Regions from separate parts of the Sus scrofa genome. Here regions 1 and 3 are each linked to region 2. The links are chromatin contacts, called in public HiChIP or PLAC-seq maps. All regions are on one chromosome and are shown on one strand. The core of a region is the stretch at or near the end of the contact, and the rest is flanking DNA. Distances in the headings are between cores, read along the strand shown.

Evidence for each region. HiChIP or PLAC-seq counts read pairs in DNA pulled down with a chosen protein or histone mark.
Region 1: an H3K27ac HiChIP or PLAC-seq map of skeletal muscle shows a contact between it and region 2. The contact joins two enhancer-like sites. A contact is called at or near these places in 2 of 2 datasets of contacts at active chromatin or transcription factors (alveolar macrophages and skeletal muscle).
Region 3: a contact with region 2 is called in an H3K27ac HiChIP or PLAC-seq map of skeletal muscle, with 9 times the contacts expected there. The contact joins the promoter of ZHX2 here to the enhancer-like site in region 2. A contact is called at or near these places in 13 of 47 Hi-C or Micro-C datasets (alveolar macrophages, embryonic fibroblasts, epiblast stem cells and 8 more) and 2 of 2 datasets of contacts at active chromatin or transcription factors (alveolar macrophages and skeletal muscle).

The regions. Positions count from the first base shown.
Region 1 is chr4:16,572,530-16,577,515 of Sscrofa11.1, forward strand. No RefSeq gene overlaps it. Among named protein-coding and RNA genes, the nearest start is that of ZHX2, 21 kb to the left of the region's middle. Within about 2 kb of position 1,937, at least 12 of the 83 cell types and tissues checked have an H3K27ac peak or open chromatin away from gene starts, as enhancers often do. A contact at or near this core is called in skeletal muscle, where this site is marked.
Region 2 is chr4:16,329,453-16,334,326 of Sscrofa11.1, forward strand. It overlaps DERL1 (derlin 1), which reads left to right. Exons shown (of 8, transcript NM_001244479.1): 4 at 641-667; 5 at 1,244-1,339; 6 at 3,451-3,503. Among named protein-coding and RNA genes, the nearest start is that of DERL1, 21 kb to the left of the region's middle. Within about 2 kb of position 2,604, at least 17 of the 83 cell types and tissues checked have an H3K27ac peak or open chromatin away from gene starts, as enhancers often do. A contact at or near this core is called in alveolar macrophages and skeletal muscle, where this site is marked.
Region 3 is chr4:16,551,741-16,556,487 of Sscrofa11.1, forward strand. ZHX2 (zinc fingers and homeoboxes protein 2) reads right to left here and starts at 2,119. Exons shown (of 5, transcript XM_021088974.1): 1 at 969-2,119.

The DNA of each region.
Region 1 (4,986 bases), core at 687-3,186, 240 kb after region 2:
AAGGCCTGCTATAGCTCCCATGACAGTCCCTCTCCCAATCTCTCTCTCTCTCTCTCGCAGAGCCACCTGTCCCCTGCTGCAGTGTTTATGACAACAGGCCACTGCGCAGTCTGTGTTGATTTCATGCCCATCTCCCCACCAGCCGTAATGCCGTGGTGCATGATGGGTGAGCACGGTTCCTGGACACACCTTGTTAATACATACTTTTGCGCCCAGACCCAGGGCCTGGCCCAGAGTAACTGCTTGACACATATCTGGAGAATGAATAATACATACATTTTGAGTCTTAATCCTCCCAACATTCCTGGGAAGTAGTTATCACTCCCTCCACCACCCTCCTTATAACCGAGGAAACCTGGATTCAGAAACATCAAGTTAGCTGTCCCAAGGTGTCAGGAACAATAATCAAGTTCAAAGTCTCTGAGGTCATGTCAGAGACTTTTTTTTTAATGGACCACGAACATTCCCATAGGATTATTCATATGTGTGTGACTATTTAGAGAGATTTATTTATATATTTATATAGGTAGATTTACATGGACACTTTTTTTTTTTTTTTGGTCTTTTTAGGGCTGCACCCATGGCATATGGAGGTTCCTAGGCTAGAGGTTGAATCAGACCTGCAGCTACTGGCCTACGCCACAACCACAGCAACACCAGATCCAAGCTGCATCTGCGACCTACACCATAGCTTCCAGCAGAGCAAGGCCAGGAATCGACCTTATGTCCTCATGGATGCTAGTAAGTTTCGTTTCCACTGAACCATGTTGGGAACTCCTACATAGACACATTTATATAGATTTATTTCACATAGGTGCCCACATTCAGAAGAAACATAATAAGAGAGAGCAAAAAGTCCCTGTTGCACTTCTGTCTCCCAGCCGCCTAGGTCCTTTCTGAGGGCAATGAATGGCTTCTGTTGTTTCTATATCCTGCTAGATGCCATCCATGCATATGTGAGAAATCACCTGTGCTTATTCCTCACCCTCACCATATTTGACATAAGTGGCGACGGCATAACACACTTGCTGTTCGTAGAGACCCATATGTTCACATTCCTATGTATCGCTTCTGTATCCTTGCAAATAGAGCTTAAACATTTTTTTTTTTAATGGCTGGAGAGTATTTGATCATCTGCATGTTCCATAATTTATTTAACCATTCCCCACTGATAGACATTTGGGTTGCTTCCAAATTTTTGCCATTACAAATGCTGAGTAACTTTGTAAATACGTCTGTTCGCACATGTGCAAATATATCTGAAGGAGAACATTTTAGAAGTGGAACTGCTGGGCTAAAGGGTATGCTGCAATTAAACAAAACAAGTCTGGGTTTTCAGAAAGCATGCTTTAGAAAGCATGACGCATCATTTTTATGATTCATAGTGACCATGACAGTTGGCCCATGGTAATGCCAGGTCAGAGTCTGGAGGGAAGCTGGTGGTGGAAAGCTCCCTTTCTAGGGGACTTGGGAACCAGCCAAATGCTTTCTTTCTTCAACATTTACCCTCCGTTCTTGCTCTTCAATACTCCCACTCTTGTGGGCTAAGTCTTTGAAAGGCAGACAGCATCATGTGGTACAAACAGCCTTGGCTCCAAGATCAAACATGCCCCTGGTGCCAGCTCTGCAATTATAAGCTGTGTGACCCAGGAAACGTTACTTTAACCTTTCTGAGCCTCAGAATCCTCACCTGTAAAGTGGGGCTAAGAATTTCACCCAACTCACAGGGTGGTTGTGAGGATTAAATAAACCAGTCCATGAAGCATGGATCATAGTAGGCACACAGTACACGTATGTTGTTGTGGTTGTTGTTATTATTATTATTAAGCATGAGGTCACAAAACCCTAAGTGGCGAATGTTGGCTGGACAGGGAAGGGTAAAAGCAAGGAGGCTGGGAAGGGGAAGGAGATGAGGTAGGGTGACTATGATCCTAGCAGAGTAGGGGTCAGCTTACAGCCACATGGTACCAGGGCCAGGGGTGAGAAGGTGATGCAATAACTCCACAAATAACCTTTGTCTGTTTCCCAGCTTAGCTAGAGCCAGCTTGGTTAATGGTTAAGAGAGTAGTGCTTGCAACGCGGTGAGTGTGGAAGGTGTGTGTGCGTGTGTGTGTGTGTGTGTGTGTGTGTGTGTGTACTTGGGACCAGGTGTAGCCAATTCAAAATACCCTCTCCAAGTGAAGGCTCCTAAGGTGGTATCTGCTGGGAGAGTTTGTGGGGTGTGGTCAGGAGCTGACTCCCTGTGTGGGGAACCTCTGCCATCGTCACTCCCGTTGTTGCCACCACTGCCCTTCTCTGTGGTAGCTGCTGTGTATCAAGTATCAGATGTGCATTCTTCTCTTCTTAACAGTACTGTGTGTGTGTGTGTGTGTAGTTCCCATTTCACAGATGAGGAAACTGAGGCTCAGAGAAGCTTGCCTAAGATAATCCAATGAGTAAATGGCAGAGCTGGAACTTGAACTTAGGTCTCTGTTTAACTCCGAATCTCTTCTTTACCCACAGCGTTATATCACCTGTTACCATTGCCGCTGGTACCGCTACCATCTCCATCATCCTCACCTCCACCGCCTCCACCACTGCTGCGGCCACCATCACCAGCACCACCATCACCACCATTCTTATCATTGTCATCTTTATCTCCATCGCTCAAGCCAGTTTCACATAGAGCATCTCATTTAGCATTCACCACAGGTGCTAACTATCCGGAGTTCATTCCCTCCATTTGGTGGATGTGTTAAATGAGTTACCATGTGCCGGGTGCTTCGAGCAGTGATTGACACATTCCTAGCTCACAGTGAGTTTTGTTGATTAGAATTAAACATTGATGACTTCTTTTTTTTTTTTTTTTTTTTTTTGCATTTTTGGCGCTCTGTGCATATGAGTTCCTGTAGGTCTAATGGACGTAGCCCACCTACCCAAGCCACCAACGCCAATCCGAGCCGCGTCTCGCCTCCCACAGCTCACCCGCCGATCTTAACCCACTGAGCAAGGCAGGATCGAACCCGCACTCATGTTCCTAGTCGATTCGTTACACTGCACACACAACTCCTGATGACTTCTTATTACTGTCGTCATCATCATCATTGTCTTCATCATCAACACTGCCCAGATCCCGTCCCTGGTAGAGTCACCGGGTCTCCTACCTGGCCTGGGTCAAAGCGCCGCCTAATGACCTCATATATCCTAATTGGCCTGCTGTAATGTGACCCACATGGCATCTGCCTCCCAGGCTGCTGATGAGGTGCTTGGGGGTGAGCTCCAATGACCCCGCACCCCTGGTGCCCCTCCCCCTCCCCATCTGCTTCAGGAGCCTTTGCACAGGCCCTCAGAGGAGGCTATGAAGATGGAGTCCCATCAGGTCCAGCTCCCAGCTGCTGCCTCAGGCAGGTTTCATGTTCGTAGCTCATTCCTGTCTGGTTTGTCCTTGTACTTGGTATGTCCCCATCCTTCTTCCTGGAGCTCATGGCTTCCCCAGCCCGAGGCTTCTCTACTTGTCACCAGCTTCTTTCTCCAAGACTGTTCCTTCTCCTCTGTGTCATCTGTACTGTACACTCCAACATCCCTGCTCTTCTTGAAGTTTTATTATTATTATTATCACTATTGTTGCTATTATTTTACAAATGAGACCAAGGCTTGTATTTCAGTGATGCTTTTGCCTCACTTGTTGCATGTCCAGGGCTTACAGAACTTTCTAGGCACCTGACTGGGAAAAGCTGACCAATTTTTGGTCTTGCATGTCATAGCCATAACTTTCCCAGTATCACATGGTCACAGAAGAGGTGGGGTTGGGGGAGGCCAAGGCCCCTGCCTGACTGGGACTAACACCCCTGCATGATCAGGGGACTCTCTTCCTAGTTGCCTCCTGATTGTTCAGATAAGCGATATGCCTCACCTGCCAAAGCCAGTAACCCTTCTGATACAGAACCACTTGAAAGTAGCCCTGAGACCTTCCAACCCCCTAAGCATGTAGTCCCCAAGGACACATTATAAAGATAATATGCACAAAAGGCAGAGACATTCAAGGTGAGATGTGAGAGTACGTGTGAGAGGGGACACGTGCTCGTTATGTACATACACGTGTGCACATGTACATGTACATACAAGTGTGAGGGCCACACCCAAGTGACCCCACATATGGGATTTTTTTGTTTGGCTGTGCCCAAGGTATGTAGACATTCCCAGGCTAGGATGGAACCTGTGTCACAGCAGCAATCCAAGCCACTGCAGTGACAACACCAGATCCTTAGCCCACTGCACTGCAGGAGAACCCCACACACGTTTGAATATTTTGAGTAGGCATGAGCTTTAGAGCTGGGCAGCCCTGGGGTCTAGTTCTGCTCCCCGCAACCCGCCTGCCTGATTGTCATCCAACTGGGAGACAGAATCAGGGCAGTGAAAAGTATGAACTGAGGAGTTCATTTACCTGGATCCAAATCCTGTCTCCACTGATTATTATCGATGGAGCCTTAGATTGATTGATGCCTCTGGGCCTCGGTTTCCTCACCTGTAAAGTGGGGATGATAATTACACTGATCTGTATGGTTGCTGTGAGGCTGCTAGCAGATAAATGCACCTCAAATACTTACCCCATCTCAATTCCTGAAGGGAAACGTGAAGAAACCGTGGCTGCTAGTTTCTAAGCATATTTTATTAGGCTCCTCACTGTTTTTCATCCCTCTCTTTGCTCTGTCACCATGTCTGAGAATAAAAGCTCAGAGACCATGGAGCCGCTCACTGCCCCCACGGCCAGTCTCCAGGGCTGACCCCGAGGCCTCTCCATTCGCCCGTCAGAGTCATGTGAGCAGAAGACAGCATCCTTGGCGCAGTTTGTGGAGCGGAACCGTCAAGATGTCAGCCACGTCTCAGCTGCTTTTCTCCCCTTCTTGGCTTCAGGATATCCGACCTAACGACTTGGCCTGGAATCCTCAGATTTCACTGTGAGAGTGAATTTTGCAGGCTTTTCCCGGAGGAGCCCTTGCTGGAGAT
Region 2 (4,874 bases), core at 1,354-3,853:
TAAGTCGTCATTCAGGCCCCGTGGAGGTCCCCGGCCCTGGGAGAGGCCACAGCAGTCTCGCTGCTGGCGGTGCATCCCCCACACTTGTCGGCAGCCTCCTGGCTGCGACCTCTGCAGATGGTGAGAGCAGCAGAAGGGTTTGGTGGCTCAAGTCCTGTGCAGAGTTGGTGAGCCCACCATCACTCTGGGGCTCAGCTGCCATTGCAACTTGGCCAAGAGGCAGAAAAATGTGGCACTTTGGATGCCCTTTTCCCTCCTTTAGGGGAAGGAAAAGAGTTTTGGGGTCTCACCCGCGCCCTGGAGCCCCGAATGTGAGTCGAAGCATTCTTTGGTTCAGAGGGCGCAGGCACCTCCATCTCTTAGTTGAAGGAGAGATGCTAAAATGCGGTGGCAGGGCACAGGGGACGCAGGTGACCAGACGGAGTCATAGACCACAGCAGTTAATTTCTATTCTTTCTTTGTCATCGGGTAGTCGAATAGCACCTTCAGAATGAAGATTATTAGACATCTTTGTGTTCTAGGGTGTTTTAAGCAACGTAAACCATAGAAGAGTGTTTCCTTCAGAAAACTGGAATGCAGTGAACTTTTACTAGGTGCAGAATGCTTTGTTTCTGTCTGATCTTTAACTTGACAAACCAAGATTACTGGCTTAGCAATGGATATGCAGGTAAGTGTCCCTTGAAACTGTCTGTTTGCCTTTTTATGTGTTTCGAATTTACCCGCTCTTCAGCCCAAAGATGGCCTTTGATAGAAGTTTAAATCATATTAACTACATGGTTAATGATATGATATGTTGAAGATCTTACGTGAAGTCCCTAAAGCATTACTTTTCTTGTTAATTTCTGGCTTTCTTCTTATGTATGAACGTTGAGAATGATGGTTATCCAGTATTTTCTAAGCGTCTGTGGATATGTAGTTTTTGTAAAAATTGAGACTATACAGTAAGTAAAGCTTTATTGCATACTTTTTTCAAGTAACAAAGCTTGCCCCTGATACTTCTAAATCTACCCAAAATAATATAATTGTGTTGTATTTTATTACAAGATTTTAAAGCATGCATTGAATGATTAAGGGAAAGGGCCAACTTTTAATTCTGATGAGTTGAATTTCTTTCTGCGTTTTGACTGTCCATAGGTGAGTTTATTTGGAGGGGAGAGGTTAAAAAGAGAAAAAGGTAGCTTGACGCTTGGCTTGTTCTCAGTGCCGCTGGAGCCCTGTCCTTACGTGTTCCTTTCTCTTGCAGTTGCTGATGATCCCTCTGATCATGTCAGTGCTTTACGTCTGGGCCCAGCTGAACAGAGACATGATTGTATCGTTTTGGTTTGGAACAAGATTTAAGGTACTATAACCTAGCTGGCAGATTTTCCTTTTCATTAGTCTTTGCAAAAATCCCGCTCTTCAGCCCAAAGATGCACTTTCTGACACAACCAGCAGAGGTCACTGCAGAGCAGCAAACCACAGGCAAGCCCCCTCGCCCCTCCTCAGTCACCCTGCTGTTCTTTAGCCAAACCTCAGTCCTTTGCTGTTAGTTCTTGGCCCCTTAGGCCTGTGTCCCCGAGTGATCTCATGTATGTGTGTGGTAGAGGGAGGGAGGGATACTCATGTGGAACTATTTCTTTGAAAATCCATTCTTATCATTCCCTGTTATGTGGTTTACACTCTAGCCAAACAGATTTTTATTTTATTTATTTTTTTGCCTCCCAAACACTTCCCTTTGTGCCTTTGCTCACAATCTGCCCGCAACATCTTTTTGATTTTCTTCTTTATGAAAACTGTACTTTTTTTTTTTCCCCTTGGCCGCCTTTGGCATATTGAGTTCCTGGGCCAGGGATCAGATCCGAGCTGCAGTTGCAGAAACGCCTGATTCTTAACCTACTGTGCCAGGCTGGGGATTAAACCTGCGTCCCTGCGTGCCAGAGACACTGCCAATCCCGTTGTGCCACAGTGGGAACTCCAAACCGTACTCTTTTTTTTTTTTGTCTTTTTCCCTTTTCTAGGGCTACTCCCACAGCATATGGAGGTTCCCAGGCTAGGGGTCCAATCGGAGCTGTAGCCGCCAGCCTACGCCAGAGCCACAGCAACGTGGGATCCGAGCCGCGTCCGCAACCTACACCACAGCTCACGGCAACACCGGATCCTCAACCCACTGAGCAAGGCCAGGGATCGAACCCGCAACCTCATGGTTCCTAGCCAGATTCGTTAACCACTGCACCATGAGGGGAACTCCGAAACCATACTCTTTTTTTAATTTGAGTTGGGACTGAGTGTATTTCCTGCCTCATCTGTCTGTGGCATTCATCTTGCCTTTGGGCTCTTGCACTACTTTGTGTTCCTCTTAGAGCACTTACCATATTCTACCTTCAAGTTATCGACATGTGTGATATTTTTGCAACTCCCTTAGCTATTAGATTGATGTCTTGAATCTGGAAGGGATGTTGACCCAAAGTAAATAGGCTGTCAGATATTTCTCCAGCAAGAAGGTTTACTTGGGATCGACAGAGAATTGCATTTTGGAGTCTGCAGCCATGGCTGGCCACGTGTGAGTCCCTGCACACCAAGGGAAGGAGAGAGCTTTTATAGAGAGAGGAAGAGGAAGTTGGGAGGGCCGTGGTAAACAGAGCTTGTCATTGGCTGAGTCCTTGCAAGGAAAGAAGTCTGTCTTCTTCCTGTTGGGCTCTGCTTTTGGAACAGGGCGCGAGAGCTCCCCCTTCTGGTCTCCCAACTGTACTTAATTGAGGTTTCTGTTTATTAATTTTTTACAGGGGCTCCAATGTTGAATTTGTCTGGAGAGCTCTCTCATTTGGCAGAGTGGGTTTTTTTTTTTTTTTAAGTTTTATGGAAGTATAATTGATTTACAAGGTTGTGATAATTTCTGCTGTATGACAGTGATTCAGTTATATATATACACACATCCATTCTTTTTCAGAGTCCTTTCCCATATAGATTATCACAGAATATTGAGTAGAGTTCCCTGGGCTGTACAGGAAGTCTTGTACGGGAGAGTGTTAGTTCAAGATGTATAATGTGGTAAAAATTCGAAATGATTTTGTGAAGTACGTAAAAGGAGAACCTAAAAAGATGGGGGTATTTGGTAAGTTACTGGTAACAATTTGCTGGCTGGAGTCTTAGTGTGCCTCTCTTATGGACTATGTTTCTGTTAGCATCCATAGGGGACACGTCTGTTTTCTAAAGCTGTTATAATTCAGCAGGGTACGTATCACATCTGAAAACTACGGGCAAAGTACCTTGTCTTGAGTTACTAATATATAAATAAGCATAATTTTAGGTGGGAATGTTTAAGTACAACAGGAATGATGCCAGATGGATCTAAGGAATTTTTGCAGTGACTTTCCAAAAGATTTATAGACACCCTTGTTAGGATAACCGTACCCATAGCAGCCCCTTAGCAGTTGTATGGAGTTATTCATGTTTGTGTATCTTCTTTCCTAGGCCTGTTATTTACCTTGGGTTATCCTTGGATTCAACTATATCATCGGAGGCTCGTAAGTGATAATAGATTTATTGCAAACTGATCCTGGGAAGACTTTCATTATTCTTTATCTTTTTTTTTTCTAAACTTTATTAGAACTTTAAAGAGGAGTTCCTGTCGTGGCTCAGTGGTTAATGAATCCGACTAAGAACCATGAGGTTGCAGGTTCCATCCCTGGCCTTGCTCAGTGGGTTAAGGATCCGGTGTTTCCGTGAGCTGTGGTGTAGGTTGCAGATGCGGCTTGGATCCCTGTTGCTGTGGCTCTGGTGTAGGCTGGCGGCTACAGCTTTGATTCGACCCCTAGCCTGGGAACCTCCATATGCTGTGGGAGTGACCCTAGAAAAGGCAAAAGACAAAGAAAAAAAAAAAAGAACTTTAAAGAATCTCAGCATTGATGCTTTGATACCTTATCGTATTGATAATTTCATTCTGATATAATTGTTTAAAATTGCAGGACTTTAAACATATTTAACACTTTTTTTTTTCTTTTTTTTTTTTTTTTTCTTTTTTGGCCACAGCTGCAGCATGTGGAAGTTCCTGGGCCAGAGATTGAACCTGAATTTCAGTTGTGACCTGAACCACAGCTGGAGCAATGCTGGATCCTTACTGTCTGTGCCACACAGCAGCTTCCTAGCACTGAATTTTTCTTTTCTGTCTTTTTTTTTTGTTTTGGTTAGTTTGTTGTTAGAGTATATATGCTTCCATATATGTGCTTTTGAATAAATATTTCTGGATTCACTGTCCAGATAGAGCAAACATAGAGACCTAATTTCTATCCAGGCTGAGCCCTTTGTGCATAAAATTACTGTTTTTTATTCCTTTTTGTTGTTGTTGCGCCCGTGGCCTGTGGAAATTTCCAGGCCAGGGATTGAACTCAAGCCAAAATGGTTAAAGCTGGGCCCTTAACCGCTAGGCCACCAGGGAACTCCCTGTTTTTTTATTCTTAAGGCATATTCCAGAATGCCTATGGAAACTCCTCAGATCAGGTGGGGAGTAGTTTTGTCAGCGGTTTGATAGTACAGAAGTTTTGATGAAACAGGGTCAGATTTCTTATCTGGAATTAGACCTGAGACTTAAGAAAACCTTGAATGCATCCAGTCAAAATTTTAGGAGGATTTCAAGATGCAGCTATTCTAAGAACTCCTCTTTCTGACATTACACGATGTTTTTTTATGTTTTTAAAATAGATTTTCATAGTGCTAGTCCTTTTAAGATTCTGTTTAAAAATTGAAGTGTAGTTGATTGACAGTGTTGTGTTAGTTTCTGTTATACAGCAAAGTGATTCAGTTATGCATACATACATATATATACATGTACATACATTTTTTGGTATTCTTTTCCATTATGGCTTATCACAAGATACTGAATACAGTCCCTTGTGCTC
Region 3 (4,747 bases), core at 869-3,368, 220 kb after region 2:
AGTCCTGGGGAAGCCACAAAGCAGCCGAGACACCAACAAAGATGAACCGCTCGTGGGGCAGACGAAGAGCGCCAGCTGCCCTGCCGGGGGGCGACCGTGGGCTTGGGCGGGCAGAGGCGGGCCGCGGGCGGAGGACAGCGGGGGCCCCGCGGCTCCCCCCGCCCCGCCCCCCAGGCCCTCGCCACGCGGGTTCCCCGGCACCTGAGCGGGGCGTGGGGACAGCGCCGCGCTGCGGCTCGGCCCGCGGCAGGTAGCTCGGCTCCCCGCCCGCGCCGCGCGCCCGCTGCCTGCAGCCACCAGGAGAGGAGAGGCAGCCTCAACCCACGGCGTCATGCTTCCTGCCACCACAGTACGGCGAATCGTCACCGGGAGAGGGGAGAAGAGGGGAGAGCGGGGGAGGGAGGGAGGGGAGCACACACACGCAGCCCCCCGCCTGCCCGAACCCGCGGAGCCGGGGCCACGTCCCGGTGGAGTCCCCGTGGGACCGGCCCCGTTCGCACAAAGCGCCGCAGTTTGGCCAAGAAGGGAGGGAGCCGGCCACGAAATAAATAAATAAAAACAGAGTCGGGTCTACGTAACGCCCTGTCGAAAGCGGACGCCATATTTTTTTGTGGCTTATGTCGACATAGGGAAACGTAGACATGTTTTTCCTCCTCCTCCTCCTCCTCGGTCTGCCTCCCATTTATCCAAACTTGTAATCAAAACTCTTTAAAAAAAAATCTCCCCCCGCCTCTGGATCCTCTGATTTCCTCCCACCCGCAAAAAAGAGCCTGCACCCCACCCCCCCTTCCGCGCCCCCCTTCCAATCACAAACCCGGCCAAGTCCCATTAACAACACATTTTCGGGAGCCGCGGCGGCGGCGGCGGCGGTGGGAAAGTTGGGCTGGAGTGGCCGGTGCCCGGCGTGCGGGGCTCGGGGCCGGCCGCGCCGGGCGGGGGGTGCTCCGCGCCGGGGCGAAGTTTCTTACCTGCGCCGGGGCTGGGAACGCGGGGACCCGGGCTGGGAACGTGGAGACGCGGCACGGGCGTTCCAAAATGGAACTCTGCTGGCTCCCCCCACCCACTCCCCACTCCTCACCGGGCGCCCGGCTCGGGCTCCGTGGGAAAGAGGGGGAAAGCCAGCCTGCCAGACAGACAGACAGAAGAAGCCCCCGTACGGAGAACAGTGGCCAAAATTTTTAAAAGAAAAAAAAAAAAAAGAAGGAAAAAAAAAGGGGAAAAAAATGTCTCGATCAGTGGGGAATCTACGCCAAAACCCACATGATCTGTAACGTCAGCATGCGTATTTGCATACGATACCACCACCCGAGCTGCCACCCGGGCTCGGGTTCCGCAGAAAGTTACAAAGTGAAATTCAGCCCCCTCCGGAGACGCCGGCGAAATGTCATTTTCAGGCGAGAGCTGGGGGGGAGGCCAACCCTAAAGGCGCTGGTTACTAGCCAAGGTTGGGGGGTGGGCAGTAAATTAACTTAAAAGTCTGAGCCCAGTAACGGACTCGGTGGAATTTCTGCGAGGGGAGGAGGGGGAGGCGCGAGCGAGATCATTGAATATTAAGCACGACCCGGCGCGGCGGCCGCGGCCAAACCCTCCTGGTGCAATACCCATTTTCTTTATGAAAAGTTCAAGGTGTCACTGATGAGCTCGACAAACTGTTGATCCTAACCACGTGGAGTGGCCGACGGAGGGACCGCTGGGCGCGGCTGCTCGCTGAGCGGGCGGCACCCGGGACCCCGCGTCCCTCCTGCAGAGCAAACGGCAGCGCGCGGGTGGGGCCGCCGCAAGCCCAGGGCGCTGCCTGCGCTTTCTCCCGCCCTAGGACTCAGGGAAATAATAACAACTTAAAAAAATTTTTTTTTTCTTTTTTAAAGCGAGACACATTTAACTCCTGGAGTAGTAATAAGAGGGCTCGGAGTAGGGAGGGTAAGGAAGAGCCCCCACTTATATAACGACTCGAAATTAGATGACTTTTGCTGAAGAGATTCTGAGATTTCCGCTTGCGCCAGGTCTGAGGTTGGTTAAACATCCTCAAACTTTTTTTCCTAAGAGCCAATAAACAAACAGACGCCCTGGGAGCTGACTTAAACTCTTGTCGGGCCAGCGCTCGCTGGGATTCTCAGACTTCGGAGAAATGCACACCCCTGCGGCGCTGGCAGGGAAGTCCCTCGGAAGCGAGGCGGGTCACTTTCGAAACTGGGACTCTGGCCTTCCCGGCGGGAGGGCATCCCTAACCGCCGCCGCCCCCTGGATCCCCTCGGGCGGCTTAGAGCAAAGGCAGGTCAGAATCTCGCTGCCCTCCGCCCGCGGCCTCGGGAACCGTGAACTCGCGTTTTGGGCGCGGCGCTTCAGCTGCAGTGTTCAGCTAAGGGCTCCAAGGGATTTGGGATTCAGGGGACGCTTTGGCATTTCACAGAACCTGTCTGCGCCGCCTGTCCCTGCCAGGTGGACCAGTTTCTCCTCGGTGGGCATCTCGACGCGTCAGCATCTCCCAAGTGTGTGCTGAGTGCGAGCGCGCACTGGGCGAGCGGGGGCCAAGGGGATGCTGTCTGGGGTCTACTTTTGACATTTTGAGAGCAGCAAGAAGACAAAGGGAGCCTGGGGCTGGGAGGCTCCGCGGAGTCCCCGCCCGCGCTGAGGATTAGCAGGCGCGGAGCGTCGGGGCTTCCCGGCCAGCCTTAGCTTGGGGGGAATTAGAACGAACTCTAGCGGCGGCTTGCGACTCGGCTCTGGGCGCTAGGACAGCAACAGGTGGCCGTGTGCGGCGGAGTGGCTGGAGGCGAGGACGGAGACGGGGTGAAAATGGCTGGCTCCCGGGCTGACTGCGTGGTCAACGCATTGGTTGACCTTTTGGCATTTTCGTTTCTGAGGCTGAGGAGAAGAAAGCAGCTGAAAGGCTTTCTCAGGGTCTCCCTTTAGGGCTCCAATTTCTCCACCAGAACCTGTTCTTTGGGTTCCCAGAAATTTTTACAATAAAAATAAAAATAGCTCATATGCAAAACTTTCTACTGGCTTGCACCTGTTTGTTCCGTTATTGCTGATGCAGGGTTGTTTGTTAACGGTGCAGGAAACCAGGTACTGGCTTTGAAGGAGGTCTCTTTTCCTAATGCTCTCAGATCTGAGAGGCAAACTGCCCAGGTTCTTAAAGGATTTATTAAGAACTTCCTGGGTGACTATGATCCAGATGCTATCGCATCTTTCTCAAACTCATTCCATATCTACTGTCTAACATCCTAATGTGCTTGCTGTCAATATCAGAATTTAGGGATGCTGAGTTTTTTTCCTCTTCCCTCAAGGATGTGCATGAAGAGAGAAAGAAAAAGAAAACAATCCCACCAACTATAATATTTTTATATTGCTTACTCTTGACTCTTCCAGGTCATTCCACTGCTTCCCTACGCCCCCCCCCCATAACTACAGTTCCCTGTTTCCATGGAAGTTACTGAAACCTTAAGAAAGTTGTATCTGTTCTGAGGCTGCACCTCCTTTTGCTGGTCATCCACTTAGAAGGGATTTCTATAAGCCATGTTTCCTCTGTCCCCCCCTCACTACCGTCTTCTTTTGGTTGGGCGAGCGGATAATAGGATGGAAGGGTCAGGCATGAGCCACACCGGGTAGACCCTCTGGACCGTCCATTGAGCTTTCATGTCTTCAGGCCACTTGTATCTCTTGGACACTGTGGGGGCATCTGATGTGCTGCAGTGTCTTTAAATTGTTCAGAGTTTAGCATGGGCCGGACCTTCCCTATATAAGCAGACAGCAGGGGATTAAACAAGGGTGACTTTTGCATTAAGAGCTACGATTTCAGTTTGCTTCACGTGTAGGTGGAGGAGGCAGACACTTACCTGATGTGATTCAGGAGCTCTGGAATCAATAATTATAGGAGTAGTGCTTATTGAGTGCTTTGTGTGCCTTTGCCAATTGCTGGTTAATCTTTTTTCAAACTGAAGTATAGCTGATGTACGATATTGTTTTAGTTTCAGGTGTACAGTTCTTAATCTTTACAACAACCCTAACAGGCATTGATTCTCGGAATGTTTTGTCTCAGGCCCCCTTTAGACCCTTCAAATTATTAAGGACCCCAAAGAGCTTTTGTTTATGTAAGTTATATACATCTTGATATTTATTAGAAATTCAACTGAAAAAAACCCCAAAGCATGGGAATTTACAAACACACTTTCCATTAGCCATCAGAGCAATAACACATGACATGTCATGTAGGCTTTGGAAATCTACTGTATACTTGAGAAAGAATACGAATGAAAAGGGCAGGTACTGTTTTAGCCCTATTACCAAAGTAGATTTGACCTTGAGGACCCCAGGAAGGGTCTTGGGGACTGTTAGGATCCCTGTATAACAGCTGGAGAATCACTGTTAGGATAAGTTCTATTATTATGCATATTTCACAAATGAGGAAGCCCAGGCAGAGAAAGCAAGGACTTTAACTGGGTTCTTTAGAGACCAGAGCCGGAGTTCTTTTTTTTTTTTTTTTTTTTTTCTCTCTCTATTTTCTTTTTGTCTTTTTAGGGCCGCACCCACGGCATTTGGAGGTTCCCAGACTAGGGTCTGTTTCTGCTGACCTATACCACAGCCACAGCAACACCAGATCCAAGCCGCATCTGCGACCTACACCACAGCTCATGGCAATGCTGGATCCTTAACCCACTGAGCAAGGCCAGGGATCGAACCTGCTACCTCATGGTTCCTAGTTGGATTAGTTTCCGCTGCGCCATGAAGGGAACTCCCAGAGCTC